Linked DNA regions of Pan troglodytes: region 2 is linked to region 1. A link is a contact called in public Hi-C data. All regions are on one chromosome and are shown on one strand. Each heading gives the region's core, a stretch centred on a gene start, on an enhancer-like site or on the middle of the called end of the contact. The rest is flanking DNA. Distances are from core to core; before and after follow the strand shown.

Evidence for each region. A called contact is a pair of places that touch in the nucleus more often than the background predicts.
Region 2: a contact with region 1 is called in a Hi-C map of stem cell-derived neural progenitor cells, with 2.7 times the contacts expected there. The contact joins the promoter of BDH2 here to the promoter of SLC39A8 in region 1. A contact is called at or near these places in 1 of 7 Hi-C or Micro-C datasets (stem cell-derived neural progenitor cells) and 1 of 1 datasets of contacts at active chromatin or transcription factors (stem cell-derived excitatory neurons).

What each region holds. Positions count from the first base shown.
Region 1 is chr3:103,807,117-103,812,902 of NHGRI_mPanTro3-v2.0_pri, forward strand. It overlaps SLC39A8 (solute carrier family 39 member 8), which reads right to left and starts at 2,628. Exons shown (of 10, transcript XM_009448071.4): 1 at 2,490-2,628; 2 at 1,589-2,060. The coding sequence starts at 1,807.
Region 2 is chr3:104,559,479-104,565,016 of NHGRI_mPanTro3-v2.0_pri, forward strand. It overlaps BDH2 (3-hydroxybutyrate dehydrogenase 2), which reads right to left and starts at 1,298. Exons shown (of 11, transcript XM_009448077.5): 1 at 1,130-1,298.

The sequences.
Region 1 (5,786 bases), core at 1,378-3,877:
TAAGGAGGTCATGCAAGTCAAAACAATGTGTGGGCTACAGATATGCAGCTTCAAGTCAATCCTCTAAACTTCTTTCCAAGCACGTGACCATACCTACCTGGAAATACTGGAGTCAGCTCAGTTGTTTCCCCTATTTGATAAGAAAAGAATGCAACTAGCCAGCAAACACTTTATTTTCTTAAATATTAGCATAATTTGTGGGCATTTCCATTTTTCCAACACATCATTTCTCAGATATTACCCCAGATAAAATACCATGCCCAGAACTCGAATTATAGACAATTTACTAAAGAACATGCATAAGGGGACCACAAAACCCTTCTAGGTCAAAGAGAGACCACCTCTGACATGCTATGGCATCAGAAAGTTCTACTTTTCTTAAGAGCCATATACTTTAATTGTGGTAAGATATTTCTAACAAAAAGAAGATCAATCTACGTATAATGTTATTAACATGGAATTTATTTGATTACAGTTTCCCTAACTGTAATCTAAAGTCATATTCATTAGGAAACGCCAAATTTCCAAGAGCAGAGTATAATATGCAGCATTTCCCAAACATCTTGGACCCCAAAAACTTCTTGTAACAAACTAACATCGTCCAAAAATGACAAACAATATGGAAAATACCGTATTCTACCCTCCAATATCAGCTGTCAGTGGGACAGGAGTAAAGGAAAACAAGTCAAAGCACTGAGTTAACTGAGTTTTAAAAGACGGAGAGCAGTTTTGGAAGGATGCAGAAACTACACTTTGTCTACTTAACAATTTTAAGAACTACCCAATCACAGAGTATTTATTATAGAAATAATTAGGAATAATTTGATTTTATGTTTACAAAGAGGTATGATGTTTAACTGCTCCTACGTAGTTTGAAGCTTGTTCTTAAACCCAAGGTATTGCCAAATGCCTAGTAGTACCCTGTTTATTACTGAAAAATGTTTTTTTAATCATTTTGGATAAATACTAGAATCAAATATTTGACCTGACATATGACAAGGAACTAACAATATAAGCCTAGTCTACCACCATCTGGATGACCAAATTAGAATCTTAGTCTCAAGGCCGCCCCTGTTTCAGCCCTGAATGCCTCATGTAATGTACACAGGAGCCAGAACTACATTATATCTCGTTTTCAAATAGCACTGGTTACGCACCGGGCAACTGTTAACCAGGGTGGCATGTGATAATCTTCCTTGCTAACCTTGTAGGAAGTGTGCGAGCCGTTATCTTTCTGGCAAGATTTAAGTAACTCATTCCTATCTAAAAAGCATCTGTTAAAGTGGCGTCACACCCTCAACTACTTCATAAAGTTTTCTATAAAATGTTACAATCACCAGAGTCGGACCTCTCAGTTCATCAGGCGTAAAACTGCAGTTTCTGGCTGCCAAATCCCTTAACAACGTTAACCTTTTAATCCTTCAGCCTCGTCTAGTGAAAAGCAAGTGTCACCAGATACCGCCTTCTACTTGAGAAATATAACAAGATTCTTTCTCCTGCACTTTTCCCAAATAAAAACGGCTCATATACAAAGTGAAGTCTAGGGACACCCACAGTACGGAGGGCTGCCCGGACCTGGCGGCCTTACCTGGTTGAAGTGCAGCTGGCCAGGCTCCGGGACGCCCACGCGGGAGGCGGCTCCCATCTGCTCCAGCAAGTGCTGGAGCTGCGCCGCCGACAGGCTCAGATTCGCGCCGAACACGCTCAGCACATCCTCGCTGAAGGCGAGCCCTGGCCCCTCCGCCACTCCTCCGAGGCCGGCGGCCGCCAGCAACAGGAGCCCGGCCACCGCCCGACCCGGGGCCATCCTGGCCTGGGCTTCCCCTTGAGGGCCCGCGACGGGCTGCCGCGCAGAGGGACGCGCGCGGGCGCACTGGCGTCCGTGCCCAAGGGCGGGAGCGTCAGTGCTCGGCGCTGCTCCGAGTCAGAGGTGGCGCGGGACGCCCCTGGTTCTCCGACGCCTTCGAAAGAACAGCAGCTCGCGACCTGCGGGGCATTGAAGTGGCAGCGTAGCCGAGGGGAGCGATAGGCGGAGTGGGCCCCCCGGCCTCCTGGAGAGCCTGAGATAAAGAGGACAAAGGGGGACAGAGATAAAGGCCACCAGGGCACCAGCCGGCCGGCTCCAGAAACGCTGCGTGGCAGTAGCCCTCAAACGCCCGGCCGGGCATGGGGCCAGACGCCCCGGATCCGGGTTTGCAAACGCCCCAGGATTTGCGTACATATGCTCCTCCCGGATATAAAGCCCCAAACCACGCCACTTCTTAGGAAAAACTAAAACCACACTAACTGTAGAACTCCACCTCCTCTTCCTGTCTTTCTGCTTTATTCTCTCCGCCGCAAACTTAGAAGTGAGACGTGCAGTCCCCAAGCAGCTGCAGAAAAGGGCTCTTCCGGAGTCCTGGGGATTGCGCGTTTAAAGGGGACCCTCCCTCTCCCCGGATCTTCTCTGAGTTTGGCAAGTTAATCGGAAGCACTCGCTGGCCTCTCACCTCTCCTATCTGTTTGTTTGTCTGTCTCTGCGTCTTTCTCTCTGCGTGTCAACGTAAGACTCGGTCTCTGGATCTCTCTCTCTTTCTGTCTCCCGCCCCCACAACCTCTGTATCTCTGACAGGTCCGCGGTGAAACTCCGCGATCCGCTCCGGCGCTCTTTACAAATAAGGGGAGGAGGGCCCTGTCCCCGCCTCCGTAGCACGTGGTGACCCATTTCCCCAGCCTGAACTCCCGCGCGCGTCCACGCCGGGGCGCAGGACCGCCGGCCTTCCCTCCGCGGGCGCTGCTCATTCCCAGCATCAGCCATGCCCTCTTCCCCACCCTCACTCCTGAGGGTTACCTGATGCCACCTCCGTGTCGGGGTCCCTAACTCCTCTCTGGTCTCGGGGACGCATGCATCTTTTCGTGATCTTGATGAAACCAACTTGCTGAAATGGAGCCTGAGACCCTTGCATTGTCTACATAATTAACAGGAATTGCTTTTTTTTCTCACTTCTTAAAATCAGAGGAGAAAGAGGAAATCCAATGGTAGCGGTGGCGGGCTAGCTGAGCCAGCACTGCCCAAGCCGGCCCTTCCTGGCGGGATATCCGCAGATCAGAGGAATGTTTATTTGTTCATATGGGGGCTCAAGAAAAGCTGACTTAGGTGTGATGTCAACAGGTTTGTGTAAAGTGAGTGTGGTGTTTGAGGCAAAGTTTGTATCTGGTGGATATAGTGGTTCAAGTGTAAAGTGAAACCATGCTTCACTGTTAGATGGCTGTGAAAGGAAAATAAATCTTGAGACTTCAAAATCACCAAGCTAAAGGGAAACATCAAGAAGGGACCAGCTTAGGGCAAACCTGCCTGCCATTCTATTCAAATTCATCCCTCTGAGGCTCACCTGAGACAAATGCATATCTGATTGCTTTCTCTTCTCCATCGTTTATGCAAAAAATGCAGATTCACTGGGCCAGACTAAACTGTCTATTGAGTGGAAGGCTGATCATGGCCTCAAAAGAATGCAACCTTTTGTCTCTTGTCTATTGTACTTCTAACCTGGAAGCCCCCACTTCCAGTTGTCTCACCTTACTGGACTGAACCACTGTACATCTTACACATATTGATTGATGTCTCATGTCTCTCTAAAATATATAAAAGCAAACTGTACCCCCGACCACCTTGGGCACATGTCTCAGGACTTCCTGAGGCTGTGTCAGGGGCACATCCTTAACCTTGCCAAAATAAACTTTCTAAATTGACTGAGACCTGTCTCAGACATTTTGCATTCACGTGACTAAGGACAATAAAAAGAATTCAAGATGCCGTTCTTGCCTTTCATCAGGAGAATGCACAGCCTCCTAAAATAGCACATTTTAAAGAGACATTAAGTCTAGACAAAGGGGAAAAGATGGGGAAAGGGAAAAAATCTTAATCTTAGAAGAGGAACCTAAAGACATAACTGCAGAAGAAAGAGACAGGTAGAGAACATTCCCAGAGGCTAAGGATCTAGGCAGACGAAGCTGAAGGATTGTCATATGGAAGAAGGTTTAACTATATTATATCTAACTTCAGAGGACAGAAGGCAGCAGTCATGGGGCAAAGTCACCCAGAGGAAGGTTTCTGTGGAATTATAAGGCATGGCTGCCTTGGAAGATAGTGATTTCTCCATGATCAAAAGTGATTCAAATCAACAGATCCTGGGTGACCGCCTTTAGTAGGTGGTAGGAGGATTCATGCCTGAAGGGAGATGAACTAAATGATCTTAATACTGTGCTCTTTCCAATTATAAAATCTACGTATTTGTTAATAATAGTTTACAGAATTATGTTGATGCTAAAAGGGCAAATATTTCATCTAAGGGCCAGAAGTAAGTTAATATCACAGTTGTCCTCTTAAATCACTCAGCTCGTGGGACTCTTCAAGCCTTTCATTGGATTTTAAAATATAGTTTGTTGCCTATTTTTCCTTTGGACCTCCGTGATGCAAAATGATTTTTGGAAATTAATGAATGCTTTAAATGGCTAATCTATACCCAGCAAGTTGTTTATTTCCAGCTTTTCTAAAACTAAATTTGTCCATAAAGTGTTAGATTTTAACAAATATAAAAGGTTTTTAAAAATACAAATCTTGGCTGGGCACTGTGGCTCACGCCTGTAATCTCAGCACTTTGGGAGAATAAGGTGGGCAGATAGCTTGAGATCAGGAGTTCAGACCAACCTGGCCAACATGTAAAAACCCTGTGTCTACTAAAAGTACAAAAATTAGCCAGGCATGGTGGCGCACACTTGTAATCCTTGCTACTCGGGAGGCTGAGGCATGAAAATCGCTTGAACCTAGGAGACAGAGGTTGCAGTGAGCCAAGATCAGGACACTGCACTCCATCCTGGGTGACAGAGTGAGACTCTGCCTCAAAAAAGAAAATAATACAAATACAAATACAAATCTTACATTGTGGGATTTTTAGAATATATAATTTATCTATTTATCAGTCATTCATGTCTATGCACATACATTTTGCCAGCCCATCAAGTCCACAAAATAAGAAACAGTAAAATAAATGACCAACCTGCATGCCAACTTTACTAAGCCCAGTTAACATAATGCAATTAAGAGAAAGTGTTCAGAAAATTTCAGGTTACTAACTACCAAATAGGTAAGGCTAATTTCTAGATCATCCAGTCTAATAAACTATAATCACCAAAGAACTACAGGTTAGGCATCTCTAATTCAAAAATTCCAAATCCAAAATACTGCAAAATATGAAACTTTTTGAGTGCTGAAATGACACCAATGGAAAATTCTACACCTGACCTCATTTGACAGGTGCACAAAATTATTGGAAATATTATATAGAATTACTTTCAGCCTATGTTTATAGGGTGTATATGAAACATAAATGAATTTTGTGTTTAGACTTGGGTCCCATCCCCAAAATATCTCATTTTATATATATGTAAATATTCAGAAATCTTTAATAATCCAAATTTGAAACACTTCTGGTCCCAAGCATTTCAAATCAACTCATAACCAAATAATGTTTCATTTATTATTTTTTTTTTTTAAGAGGCAGGATCTCACTATGTTGCTCAAGCTAGGATGCAGTGGCTATTCACAGGCACAATCCAACTATTGACCACCACGGAGTTTTGACCTACTCCATTCAGTCCTGAGCCAGTTCACACCTCCTCAGACAACCTGGTGGTCCCCAGTCACCACCACCCCACACCTGAAGGTCATCATATTGATGCCAAACTTAGTGATTGGCACAGCCCACTACATCCCAGAGCTCCTGGGCTCGAGTGATCCTCCCACCTCA
Region 2 (5,538 bases), core at 48-2,547, 750 kb after region 1:
TAGACTACACAGCTGTCTGGGATGCTTCCACTCAACCTGGCTTCCTTCTTTTCCTCCCTCGCGGGTGGACTTGCATCGAGGTCTGACGGCTCTCACAGCCTTACCTAGTTCTCTCCTCATTCTCTCTCACACCAGCATTTCCCCTAATAAAATCCATGCATATTTAATTCTATCTTGGAGTCTGCTTCTTGGAGGAGCAGACTAACACAATTATGTAAGAACTGGCTCCAGGGATCAGCTTACAACTCACTGACTTCCTCTGAGTTTGTCCACATTTTTTAGGCGATGGGGAAGCTTGGCTTTAACAGTGCCTGACCTACTTTGATGCAATGAATTTTTGCTTTTTTACTTCTTACACAAAAGATAAACATGGAATGTTTATCATTTCAACATGGAATGATAGTTTCTAAAGTATAACTTTAGAAAGATATACTTTATCTTTATCCTCCTTGAATCCTAAGCATGGTGCACAAAAGCTATTTTACAACACTGTCATTAGTGATATTGGGTATATGGCCCTGTAAAGCCTCCAGTCAAAGGTTTTGCTAGGAATCTTTGCCAACCGAAGAAGCACTTCCAAAAGAATTGCCGAAGCACAGAGCAGCCTTTCTACGCACTCTGAAAACCTCCTCTTACCTGGCCTTCCTGTCTTTCTGGGACCAGATTTTGGGGTCAAAGCCTTAACATTTGATAAACTGTAATCTCAAACTAAAACAGATTTCTTTGAGAAAATGAGAGCAAACACGGCCTGAAATGGTAAAACAAGGCACCTCTCAATATATCCAATGTGAAAACCATACATGTTGGCTTCCTTAGTCCAAAAGTTAGAATCAAAATGTTGATTTTTGATTAGCAGAGACACAAACGCATATTCAGGAAGCCATTGTTTTCAAGAGCCAGGAAGAAAAATGTTCACTTAGGATACCGTAAGAATCCTTTTTTCTTGGGCTACTTTATAAAACATACATACGACAGAGTTTCAGGCTCATTAAAAACCCATCTTTACACTGATCTAACTGCTCAGATTAATTTTGAAACAGGCAACGTGCAGAACAAAACAACATCTAAAAATTAAACCTCCCCTCTTTCCTTTCTAAAGTTTCATTTCAAAAGTATTAGGAAATCTTACTTTAAGCAGCGAGCTGATGGCGTTCTCCAGAACTCGGTGTGAGCAACAAATTTGAGACAACCTTTGTCTGGAAGCAAGTCAAGCGCTTAATATTGCATGCTGGGATTTGTAGTTTCCCTGCTTTCAGAGTTTAGTGGCTCCATCCATACACTTTATAAATGTATGTGCTGCCATCTAGTGGAATCCAGGTAGAACTATGAATTCCAAGTGGAAGGTGAAAAGTGGAAAAGCACCTTAGAGCTTACTTAGGATGCGGAAATCATTTCCTTCACTTCAGTCTCTCCACTTCTCTGTTTTGTTTATGCCTGCTATATGCGGTGCCAGGGTAGACGAGATTGGCTGAGCTGGAAACTGCGTGTGGAAGATAGCAGAGCAACAAAATAGAGGGAACCCAGGTCACTGAAAATTCTGGAGCCTTCCTGTCACTTGGCCTGGATTGTTTTAAGGGAGAGAAATTAAAAAAAAAATCCTTTTTGTTTGAGATACAGTTGTGATTTTTATTTTTTCATGCTCAGACTATTCTAACACTAATGCACATTTAGTGGAGAATGCCAGGAGCCTTTTACTACACTGGGAATGGGGTCAGGGGGAACGTGAAACTTGGATGACAGGGTGGAGGCTTAAAAGGGAACATGTTAACAGCGAAAAACCCGTTTGGCTGAAGAGAACAGAGATATAAGGCCAAAAAGAAAGGACTAGATCTCATGAGCCCTCTAGGTTAGGATAGCAACATGTACTTTATCTGTAGTGCCATTGAGCAGAGTGATTGTGTAGGCTACTTGTATATGTACTGTATAAATTGGTTTCCTCAGCACCCATCCAACTCACTTTCCCCTTTTCTCACTTGTCAAAGCTGGAAAACAGAAGTCTCTACTTCATAGCCTCGTTTGCTGCTAGGGGTGGCCAAGCAGCATAGATGTTGCCAATGAAATGCAGGTGGGAATTTCTGAGGAGGGCCTCCTTCTTAAATAGAAAAGTAAGCCCTTCTGAAAGGCTTTTAGCTTTTGCTCCTCCCTTTCTTTTTGCCTGGAATGAAGATAGGATGCCGTGGGACAGAGCAGCCATTTAGTGAGTTCATCTGAGGCCAGAGGCACACATTAACGACAGGGACCAGCAAGAGAAGGAGCCTGCGGCCCTGATGACAGCCTCAAGGCAACAACTCCTCTGGACTTCTTATGTGAGGACAATAAACTTTAGTGTTTTTCAGGTTTTTTGTTACATGGAGCTAAGTGATTTCTAACAGTCACAGGGGATAAGAACAAAGACTGTGGCGTCAGTAAGACTAGAGCAAGTCCCATATCTCTCTCTCACTAGCTAAGTGAGTAAATCACTTAAATCTCTGAACCTCTTATGTTTCTCATCTGTAAAATGAAGGTAAAATAGCACCTACCTCAGGGATGTGGTGAGGAGGAACGACTAAGCCTGTGAATCCATCAGCACAATGTTTGCCACACAGGTGCTTAATACATGTTAGTGATTCTTATGATGAAGACATTGTTGGAGAAATTTAATTATAATGGATGGTAAAAGTTGCCCTTTTTAATGTTCTTTTAAAAACTGGACTTAGTTTCTGCATGTGTCTATATAAGGTCTATGGTAAAATTGTCCCTCCTTGTTCATTGTTTCAGCAACTTCTAATGCTGGCTCTAACAATCTGTAATAACATCTAGCTTTGTTCCTGCTTTACTAATAATGCCCTTTGACTTTTGAGGCTTTTGGAACAGACTGTTTATGAGTATGAGAGTTCCCTAATCAAAGCCAACTCCAATGCTTCTTGATGTAGCTTTCTTCAGCATCCCTCTGTAATCTTCAGCAATAATGCTTACTTGATAACGGCCTAAGTCACATGGTATTGCAAATACTTGCTTACCCATTAGTATTGTCAGCAGACTAAATTTCTTCAAGGGTGGGGACTATGTTTTATACCTTTACATTGTGATTAGCTCATATTAAAAGAGTATTAGTTACTTGTTTTCTTATCTACAATATGAGTTCCACATTGATAGTGCCTTTCAGTGCCTAAAACAGTAATTGGCAGATAGTAGATGCTCATTAAATATTTGCTGAGTGAATGGCAGTTTCTTAATAAGTTTCCTGAATATAATTCTGCCAGGCTCTCAAGACAATGTTTGTGATAGTTAATTTTAGGTGTCAACTTGACTGGATTTACGGATCCCCGGAGAGCTGGTAAGCATTATTTCTGGGACATCTCTGAGTGTTTCTGGAAGAGATCGGCATTGGAATCAGTGAACTGGGTAAGGATCTACTTCACCCAATGTGGGCAGGCACTATCCAATTGGCTGAGGGCCCAGACAAAACAAAAAGGCAGAGAAAAGGTGAATTCTCTCTCTTCCGGAACTGGGACATCCATCTTCTCCTGCCTTGGATACCTGAACTCCAACCAGATTCTCAGGCCTTCAGACTTGGACTGAGCCATGCTCCTAGTTTCCCTGGCTCTCCAGCTTGCAGACAGCCTATGGTGGGACTTCTCAGCCTCCCTAATTGTGTAAGCCAATTCCCCTAATAAACATCCTCTCTCTCTCTCTGCATATATATATATATTTTTTTTTCCTCAAGCTTCAGTGGGGTTACATCCCAATAAGCCCATTGTAAATTGAAAATATTGTCAGTTGAAAATGTATTTAATATACCTAATTCACTGAACATAGAGCTTAGCCGAGCCTACTTAAATGTGCTCAGAACACTTGTTAGCCTACAGTTGGATAAAATCATTTAATACAAAGCCTGTTTTATAACAAGGTGTTGACTGACTCATGGGATTTATTGAACAGAGTACACTGAACAGTGTCAGTTGTTTACTCGTGATCCCATGGCTGACTGAGAGCTGTGTCTTGCTGCCACTGCCCATGATCACATTAGAGTATTGCTATCTTGTGAAGAGATCAGAATTCAAAGTAAAGTTTTCACTGAATGCGTATCGCTCTCACACCATCCTAAAGTTGAAAAATCTCAAGTTGAACCATGACAAGTTGGTGACCATCTGTGTATATTCTATTGGTTCTGTCTCTCTGGAAAATCCTAAGACAGATTTTGGTAACAGGAGAGGTTCTAGAGGAACAAAATTTTAAGGATGAGTTTCCTGAGTTGATTTTGGGGTTCCTGGAATTGGCTCTTAGTCTGATTAGATTTGAAAATGCTAAAGGCTCTACTCTTTGAGATGGGGTCCCACTCTTGAACAGGTTGGAGTGCAGTGGCACCATCATAGCTGACTGTAGCCTTGAATACCTGGGCTCAGGCCATCCTCCTGCCTCAGCCCTCCAAATTGTTTTTTTTTTTTGGTAGAGATGAGGTCTCAGTATGTTGCCTAGGCTGGTCTCAAACTCCTGGTCTCAAGTGCTCCTCCTGCCTCAGTTTCCCAAAGTGTTGAGATTACAGGGATGAGTCACTGCGCCCAGCCTGGCTCTCCTTTTAATAGTACAGAGAGCACTGATTGTCCAAGAAATGAACTGTTCATAGAAGTATGCAAAATGTCTGCATTGGATACTCCTAATCAACCACTTCTTAGAGGTGAGGAACTTAAGTGACTCTATATATAATACTTTTTTTTTTTTCCGAGACAGAGTCTTGCTCTGTCGCCCAGGCTGGAGTGCAGTGGCATGATCTCGGCTCACTGCAACCTCTGCCTCCTGGGTTCAAGCGATTCTTCTGCCTCAGCCTCTCGAATAGCTGGGATTACAGGCACACACCACCATGCCTGGCTAATTTTTGTATTCTTAGTAGAGACGGGGTTTCACCATGTTGGCCAGGCTGGTCTCGAACTCTTGACCTTGTGATCCGCCTGCCTCAGCCTCCCTAAGTGCTGGGATTACAGGTGTGAGCCACTGTGCCTGGCCCTATAATACTTTCAAATATTTATGGAAAACTAAGAAATATACCAATGTTGGTTGGTTGCTTCTAATATTGTTGGGCAAAATTATTTAAAAAAAAAAAAGGATGACTTCAGGGATTCAAATTCGTGGCTCAAGCTCCACATAAGTAACCTAAGAGCTTCTAGGCGTGCCCTGAAAGAGGATCTTCTCTCCTGTAGACATGAGGCTAAAATTGCTGAAAATCAAACACCAGTCTTCATCATTTGATTGGTGCAACTACAAAAGGCCTCAGTGTGTCTACTGGTAAAATAAGCCACAGTGACTGGGAGAGTGAGATTCTATAAGTTGGGATGGGGACGTGTGGGAAGACCCTGAAGCCAGGAACATTGAGCTCCTTTTTTTTTTTTTTTTTTTTTTCCAGTTTCACCCTGTTGGCCAGGCTGGAGTGCAATGGCATGATCTCGGCTCACTACAACGTTGACTTCCAGGGCTCAAGTGATCCTCCCACCTCAGCACCCCCGAGTAGCTGAGACTATTGCCATAAGCCACCATGCCAGGCTAATTTTTGTATTTTTTGTA